Regions from separate parts of the Hordeum vulgare genome. Here all the other regions are linked to region 1. The links are chromatin contacts, called in public Hi-C maps. All regions are on one chromosome and are shown on one strand. Each heading gives the region's core, a stretch centred on a gene start, on an enhancer-like site or on the middle of the called end of the contact. The rest is flanking DNA. Distances are from core to core; before and after follow the strand shown.

The links. A called contact is a pair of places that touch in the nucleus more often than the background predicts.
Region 2: a Hi-C map of leaf shows a contact between it and region 1, with 6 times the contacts expected there. The contact joins the promoter of LOC123409568 here to the promoter of LOC123413023 in region 1. A contact is called at or near these places in 4 of 6 Hi-C or Micro-C datasets (leaf and seedling).
Region 3: a Hi-C map of seedling shows a contact between it and region 1, with 3 times the contacts expected there. The contact joins the promoter of LOC123407086 here to the promoter of LOC123413023 in region 1. A contact is called at or near these places in 3 of 6 Hi-C or Micro-C datasets (leaf and seedling).

The regions. Positions count from the first base shown.
Region 1 is chr7H:163,873,085-163,875,957 of MorexV3_pseudomolecules_assembly, reverse strand. It overlaps LOC123413023 (NADPH-dependent aldo-keto reductase, chloroplastic-like), which reads right to left and starts at 1,522. Exons shown (of 6, transcript XM_045105970.1): 1 at 1,319-1,522; 2 at 1,159-1,209; 3 at 1,007-1,083; 4 at 829-916; 5 at 479-751; 6 at 1-395. The coding sequence starts at 1,429. The coding sequence ends at 15.
Region 2 is chr7H:163,572,075-163,574,947 of MorexV3_pseudomolecules_assembly, reverse strand. LOC123409568 (COP9 signalosome complex subunit 6) reads left to right here and starts at 1,394. Exons shown (of 9, transcript XM_045102432.1): 1 at 1,394-1,859; 2 at 1,977-2,065. The coding sequence starts at 1,505.
Region 3 is chr7H:164,165,302-164,168,174 of MorexV3_pseudomolecules_assembly, reverse strand. LOC123407086 (peroxisome biogenesis protein 5) reads right to left here and starts at 1,527. Exons shown (of 14, transcript XM_045100127.1): 1 at 1,261-1,527; 2 at 391-516; 3 at 164-317; 4 at 1-77. The coding sequence starts at 1,377.

The DNA.
Region 1 (2,873 bases), core at 273-2,772:
GCGCTGATTTTCAGTTATATCTCACCATCCCAGAGCTCGTCCATCGTTTTGTAAATGCTCCGAGGGTGCACCAATGAATCGTTCCTGATTCGCTTAACCTGTTCACCACGAAGAACACGTTCATTTTCTGCACTCACGGATATAACTGAAAAAGGGCTCTGCACCTGTTCAATTTCAGAAAACTTGGCACACAGTTCTTGAGGAATAGACCAGCCAAACAGGTCAATGTTCTCCTTCAACCTCGACTCATTCGCACTTTTAGGAAGCACGCTCTGACCCTGCTGGATGCCCCATCGTAGAGCGACCTGTGCCGGCGTTCTCCCCAAGCTCTCGGCTATCGATGTCACCACCGGGTTATCCGCGACGACTTTCATCCTACCTAGCGGCGCATACGCCTGCAGAAGGAAGAACGTGAGTAAAATGCCAAGAACTCTTACATGCCAAAGCTTTAATATGTACTAGTACCAGTTTAACTCACAGAGAAATGAACTCCATTGGTGCGGCAGAAGGCTCTGAGCTTGGCCTGCTGCCAACCAGGGTGGCACTCCACCTGATCAACGGCCGGAGGAACACGGGCCACAGCGAGCAGATCGGCCAGCTTCTTGGTCGAAAAATTGCTTACGCCTATTGCGCGAGCCTTGCCTGAATCGTACAGCTTCTCCATTGCCCGCCAGGTCTGGGGCATATCGAGCTCGACAAAATTCTCAGGGCTCAGCTCACTGCCTTTCTTTATCTGAAAGGGCCAGTGAATCTACCAAGATCCCAAAGTCAGTGTCAAAGAAAGGGCAGGCTTACTTCATCTGTACGCACAGGCTCAACCTAAGTTACCAGGTGCAGGTCAAGATAATCCAGCTGCAGATCATTCAGAGTGGTGTCGATTGCCGACGGAACGTCTTCGGGCGCGAGATCGCTGCACCTGCGTAGCTTGATGCTCCGGATGTTACGAGACTGATGGGCATGAGCAGATCGAAAAGAAATTCGTTAACAAAGATATCAAAGGGAATACCATATCTTCGAAGTGATGAAGAGGTCTTCTCGTTTGACGACGCCTTCATCGAGGACCTTGTTCAATGCAACGCCAATCTAGGACCACCACATTAAGGGCAAGTGGGCAACACTGGTATTGGAGACACAGATTACAGGATAGATTAGGACTACCTCCTTCTCGTTCTTGTACAGCGGCGCGCAGTCGATGTGCCGGTACCCGGCCTGCCATGGCAATTGGCAAGCAAGCAAACAGAATCAAGGTCCGGGCTGAAGCAGCACCCACAAAGCATTCCTCTCTGAGCAAAACAAGCGGGACAGCATTATTTTTTACCTTGATGGCAGCGGTGACCGCGCCGGCGACGACGCCGGAGCCGGACTTGTAGGTGCCGAGGCCTACCGAGGGGATGCGTCCCCCGGTGTTGAGCGTGAAATAGGTGGCCATCTTCTTCCTCCTTTTCTCTCCTCTTGGTCGCTCGGGACGGCGTCGAGCTGGACACCGTTTGGACCTACTCCCTCCGTCCGGAACGCGACGGAAACTGAGCTGCCGCGGGCTGACATGTCCCGGTCAGTCCAGCGCTCGTGCCTAGATACACCACTGTTGTTCTTCTTTTTGTTCGAGAGAGAATTCCGCACTGTGGTTTTGTGAACGGAATGTAGTGCTCAGCGCCTCGGCACGCCTGTTTGATTCACCGTATGGAAATGCAAGGGATGTGATGTGAGTGATCTTTCATTGCAGGATTAGTTAGGTGTATTGTTGTGGTTGTGAACGCGACATCCTCTATTTTTAACAGCTACAACCCATTATTTAATGGGAAACGTTTTCCGCCCGGGCGCCGGCTGAACGTTCGGTCGGACGCACGCGCGTCGTCGATCTCCTCTTTTATCTCACGATCTCCTCCCCATCCTTACGGCTCGCGTGTGGTGCGACACATGGTCGAAGGGACCCACAATCTGTGCGCCCCTGCGCTACTGCCGTCGCCGTGCCGGTCCCTGCCCCCGTCGACCCGCCCGGATCGTCAGTTTCCGCCACCGTTGACCGTCCGCATCATCGGATCCAGCCTTCGCCCGTCGTCCTCGTCGCCTGCCGCCATGGCCAGGCGCACGTATACAAGTGTTACAAACGTCACCCAAAATTGCTGCAACGGCTATTTAAAAAAGCTTCAAAACCCAAAATGAAAAAGCGTCAACCAGGCATATGATAAGCTGCAAGCGGTCATTCGCCATGACGGAATGCTGCAACCATTAACATAAAGTGCTACAAGCGTTGATTAAAAAAGCTGCAACCATACATATAGAAAGCTGCAAGCGGTCATTGCAATGGCGGAATGCTGCAACCGTTGACATAAAATGCTACAAACGTTGATGAAAAAAGCTGCAACCAGACATATAAAAGCTGCAAGCGGTCATTGCTATGGCGGAATGCTGCAACCGTTGACATAAAATGCTACAACCGTTGTTGAAAAAACTGCAGCGAAGGACCGACAAGGCGTTCACGTTTGTTGGCTCTGCAAGGACGACGACCGGAGAAGGACCCCTCGACCGTCAGGTGGCAGGGGGGAAAGGGGAGGGGCGGGGGGAGCACCGCTGCGCGCTGGACGAGGATGGTCGGCGAGGCGCTCGCGTTCGTGGCTCGAGGTTGAGGACGAAGACGAGACTTGACGGTTCAAGGCCCCCCGATCCGACGGTTGATGTGTGACTAGCACGAGCGCTCGCGCCGGCGCGCCGGCGCCCTCACTTCCCTTATTTAATTTTCTTCTCAATGCAACAATGTCACATCATCAAATCATGCATGAAGTCATAAGTTACTTTTTTCATTAATCTCTTCATACAGAACATACCACCTCATGCATTAATTTTTCACAGGAAATTAAGTCATGTAAGAAAGT
Region 2 (2,873 bases), core at 145-2,644, 300 kb after region 1:
TCCAAGGTTTTGATCTTGACTGGCCTCGCTAGGTCCCAAGTTGATTTAATGTTACGGAAAAACCAGTAGGAGCTAAACCCCTTGTCCAAATGAACGCGCACTAAGATCATCTATCAGAGGTCCTCCTGTCCAGGCGCGTCATCGTCCTCGAACACGACATCATCGAGGTCCTCCTCCTTCTAAGCCAACTCCTCCAAAAGATTAGCTAGGCATTCTTTTCCTTTGCCCCTTGAAGCCGAAGAACTTCCTTGGCTAGCCATGAAAACGATCTTGAGTAACCCATCACCTGGTTCACAACGATCTCGAAACACTACCAAGGGCCTTTTGTAGGGGTCTCCCACGCCGCAGCGGACCCAGCCCCTCGCGAGGGGTAGTACCGGCTGGAGTCAGAGAGGGAAGGACAGGCTCAACGATGCCGACGGCGCCGAGAGAATAGCTAAACCCTAACGATAGGAAAGGTCACCGTCTCTACTTAGCCGGGCAAACCTCGCAACAAAGGTTTTTTTTAGACAATCTTGCAAAGCTTTTATTCAACCGTCACAAGGTTTACAAGGACGAAAGAAAGATTTCCGGGGTGACCTAATCAAACATGGCGACCAACCCCCAACTTTAAAGCATGCTTCGCTAGATTGTGAACCTTGATATTCGAACCTCGCAACAAAGGTGTACACCTTAATTTCGGTTGCGAGGAGCGCAACAGATGGGAGCTCTTAATCGGCGCTTTAAGCGCCGGTTCGGGCAACTGGCGCCTACAGCGCCCAGCAACGGCCCGTGGCCCACTAAGTAAATCCACTACCGTTCATTTTTGCTAGGCTTGTTTTTTACGGATGTGATGTGTTATTGGTTCAGGAAAAAGACCGGTTCTGGTTTTTTACAATTTTGAATATGTTGTGTAAATTAAAAAGTTCATAAATTTATTGAAAAAGGCTTCATTGATTTGGAAAAATATTTGTTCGTTTGAAAAAAGTTAAACAAAAAGTGGGTGCATTTTTTTTTTAAAAAGAAAAATTATATAAAAATTAGTATGAAAATAAAAAATGAAAAAAATAGTAAATAAAATAAAAAAGAAAAAAAACCCGAAGAAAAACCAGTCCTGAAAAAATCTAAATGAAAAACCCAATCTAAAAAGCTTCTGGAATCTTCACAAAACCAGAACCCTCCTCCCCCTCCTGATGGGTCCATGACTGAACGCTGCAGGCGCCGGTTAAGAAAAATGCACTTTAATCGAAGCCTGCAGCGTCAAATAGGATTTGCCGCAGTAGATTGGGTCCGTTTAATTGTCTGGCCCGATTTACTTAACCACACCTTTCTTCCGGCCCAGCGAGCCTAGGTTATCCATCGGGGTCCAACAGGTGACCACTGTATACAAGCCCGAAACCTAAGCAGGCACGCCAAAGGACAACAGCGCAAAACCCCACCACGGACCCTCGCCGTCGCTGTCTCCCATCTGGCCGGCGCTAGCTAGGGCACCGGTCGCCCTCCCCCTCCCCCTCCCCCTCCGACGATGTCGACGCCCTCTGATCCAGCGGCGTCCGCCCAGCCCCCCTCCACCGCGGCCACCTCCAGCAGCGGCCTCACCTTCAAGCTCCACCCCCTCGTCATCGTGAACGTCTCCGACCACTACACCCGCGTCAAGGCCCAGGCCTCCTTCCCCGCCGAGACCCCGTCGCCGGGAAAGGCCCAGGCCTCCTGCTCCGCCGAAGGCTCCTCGGCGCCCGCGGAGCCGCCGAGGGTCTTCGGGTGCGTGATCGGGGTGCAGCGCGGGCGGACGGTCGAGATCTTCAACAGCTTCGAGCTCGTCCTCGACCCCGTCACCGGCACGCTCGAGCGCGCCTTCCTGGAGAAGAAGCTTGAGCTCTGTAAGCCGACCGCGAATCTCGTGTGTTTCTAGGGTTTGGTGACGCCAGTATACAGGAATATAATTTGGGGTTTGTGCGTGGTCTGATTGGTTCTTGCTGCAATTGTGGCTTTTGCAGATAAGAAGGTGTTCCCTGAATTCTATGTGCTGGGCTGGTACTCAACTGGAAGCGATGTGCAGGATACTGACATCCTAATGCACAAGGCTGTGAGTACTTACAATCCCGTTTTCAAGTTCCTAATCCTCGAGACTGACAATGTGTTTGGTTCTTGCTCTTGTTACCAAAAAATGTGCAATTGTGATTTGGTGTGATGTACTACTCTTGAACGTGGTTGGTTTTTTTATCGCCGTGTGGAAAGAGGAGTAGAGAACATTGCGGGGTAGAGGACATGATTTCTTGTATTGCTGTGCATAGTGTGATTTTGTTTTTTATTTGTTTGTCAGTGTTTTACTGTGCGTCATTGCATTCCATCCATGTACCTGCAAAATTGAGGAAATGAGTTGCGTAGTGCCTATGGAAGTATGGGAGTTCTCTTGTTGTAGTGTTATAATGGGTGGTAGAAAGGATGATAGGTAACCATCCATAAACCAAGACCCCCATATGCTTTTGATGAGGTTCAGTTTGGCTGTAGGATAAACATAGATAATTTTGTTTCAGTCTTTTGTGCAGATTGCATATTACATCTGTCCTCAATCGAACCTATACAACTGTTGCAAACTCTTAAGTCCACATGTATGGACCAGCATTACCTTTGAAACCGAATCAAGTTAACACCAGATGTAAAGTATTTTTTTCTACATGTTTTTTTTATGTCAAAATGGTGCACGGCCTGTGTCATGGCCCGCAGCAACATGCATTACTTATATTGACATGATGCAGAGCTAGTCTCAAGCTCTGGTACATTGGTCTTTTTTGTTCAAGTGCATCACCAAATAAATAGAGACCATACTGGGAACTCGCTTTTGAGAGGAATATTGCTTTTCAACATGGATACTATCTGCTGTATGTAATATT
Region 3 (2,873 bases), core at 278-2,777, 290 kb before region 1:
AGGTTGAAATGGCACACCAGCTCGGCCACTTGAAAGAAAAGAATGCAGAACACCAGATAAGACCCTTTGTGGTGGACCTGGAACAAAAGTTAGGTGTCATTGCATGTGTGGTTAATAGACAACCATTCACAGTAGACAGAAATGCTAAGACACAGAAATCTACCATCCAAGGCCGGTCCCAAGGTAGGGCCTGCATTGTTATAAATTTGCTCAAACTCTGCAAAGTTTGCTTCTGGCCCCCCAAATGCAGAATGCCCCGGAGGACGAAAAGATTCAACCCAGTCATTAGCAGGACCCCCACGAATGAAGTCGGCACCCTGCAAGTGTTCGACAACAGTTAGGAGTGGCCGAATGGGACACAAAAGGACAGTTTTGGAGAATCGCCATTACCCGTGCAAATGGTCGTTGATCTTGCTTGAACTCATTCTCAGAGCCAGGGAGAGTAGACAATGGAGCTGTGCTATAATCAGACGTAGTTGGAACATTAACGGAGGCTCCAGGAAGTCCCTTTAGTGACTGCACAAAAGAAAATGTTATAACCAATATTTTCTTGGACTTCAGGTACAATTTTTCAATGCATTTCGATGTTAAACATCCCATATTTCCAATTTAATCCACACAAATTCTTATATAGGAACATGGAAACTGGTAGGAGACAAAAAAAAATATGTCTTCACATATACCTCGTACTGGTATGTTCAGAATAAGGTCAATCAGAGATTCTCAGATAAGCTAATTCACAGAGTACTTTGACTTAAACTGGTGAAATGAGTGTGCTAAAGGTTAGAATCCTAGCACCATGAACTCTTTTAACCCTTTACTATATTTTTTAACAAGATAACAGCATAGGAATAGAGAAGCCTGACGATATTATAGTGAACTTGGTAGCTTATAATTTACAAAGCACTGACTCAAGTATCTCGCCCAGCACATTAGGAGCATGGTTTCAGAGTAAGGTAAAAGGGAACAGATACGGAACATTGAACCAGTGATAGCTCTGGCACGTCGGGTCACAGTCTAAACTCTAAACCAATACACCAAGCAATCAGAGACATGCGACAGCACAGCCCACGAATCAGACGTATTTTTCAGCGCATCTAGACCGCACGGGATACAGCACTGGCTTCGGGCAACAGAAGCAGCATATGAGCACAAGAAACCTAAAGGGCGCCAATTGATCCAGGCCAGCGCAGATGCAGGGAGTAATAAGTCCTTAAGGTCGATAGTCTTGACCGACGGGGCGACGGGCTTAGGGTTTACCTCCGCTTTGCTGGACTGGCCGAGAAGGGTGTTGGCGAGGGTGCCGAATGGGTTGGAGGAGGAGCCCCCGTCCGGGGCGCAGTTGTTCTGGCCGGTGATGAGGTGGCGCGTCCCCATGTCCGCGGAAGGCCCCCGCTGGCGCCGGAAGGAGGCGCTGACGCTGCTCCGATCGCCGGCGGCGAGAGGCGTTCAGCCCGAGGAGATGAGGAGGGAGAGGGGGGGAGGAGTCGTGCTGCGGCGCGGTGGCTTGGCGGGCCTGGGGAGGAGTAAGCTGTTGTGGACCCGATAAGGCCAGGACACGTGAGAGATTATTTTTTCTCTGTAGAGTACGTATGGGTGGTTGGGAACTTTATTTTTCGTTCACACACGAGAAAAACAGGGAACCGGTTTTTTTCCTTTATAAAAAAAATCAAATTAAAGGTTGGCCGAAGGCTTGAAGTCTTTCCTATTCTACTAGTTCAAAGGTTCTTCTATTTTTCTTTCACGTTCCAGTGTGAAAATAGGAAAGCTTTTCTTTTCTCTTGAAAAAACAAATATCAAGTTGGTTGAAGACTTGAAGTCTTCCTTTTCTAGTCCAAAGGATCTTCCTATTTTATTTTGGCATTGCAGTGCGAAAACGTTGGAATTCCCCCGGTTTTGCTCTTGCAAAATTCGTGAGCGAAAATGCTTACCCCCTGTTTGGATGTAGACAAACTGGCTCAGAATTGAATTGGACTGGAATACCAAATCTAAGATGGAAACGAAATGGCCTTCAATTCAAATTTTGTTGTTTGGATGTGCTTGGTATTTGTTGTTGAAATCAAAGGCTAGCACCTAATCTCTCCCTAATAATAAAGCAGCGATGGCTTCTGTCGTAAGTCGTGGCAGTTTTACAAAAAAGACTTTCTATTTCCGAGTATTCAACCCGTGGTCCTTTTGTAAGTTAAAAAACGTTTCGTTTTTACGTAAACCCCCTCGCAGTCACCATCGGGCACCATGGCTTATCCATTCCTGTCCTTCACTGACGGGCGAGAAGACAATGGAGCTTGGAGGCGGGGGAGCTCGAGGAGCCTCGGAGGAGCCTTGTCGTCGGTGAGAAGAGGCCGAGGGGGCGAGCAGAGTGTGGGTACGCGAGCGCGCGGAGGCGGAGAGGGCCAGTCGTGGCGATGCGAACGGCCGGGCCGACGCGTGGCGACGCGGACGACCGGGACGGCACGGGGCGCGCTAGCACCGACCGCGGACGGAGTGGCGCACGGGGGCGGGTGGAGTGGCGCGCGGGGGCGGCCGGGGCGACGGATCCGACGCGGGAAGGCAACGTGGGCGCGTGAAGACGCAGCGGGCGGAGCCGCGCGTGGCCGCAGAGGCGCTCAGGGATGGAGGATGAAGGCCGCCTCACCAGGGCTCGGGGGCGGCAGCACAACGTCGCGAGCACTGGCCGCGGGCGGAGTGGAGCGCGGGGGCGGACGGAGCGACGGAGCCAGCTTGGGGAGGCTACACGTGCGCGTGGAGACGAAGAGGGCAGAGCCGCACGCGGCCGCGAAGGCGCTCGCGGGATGGAGGATGGAGGTCCTCAACACAGTATGTTTATGTACTGTGTGCTCATTTACTTATGATATCAGTTCTCGTATGTGGAT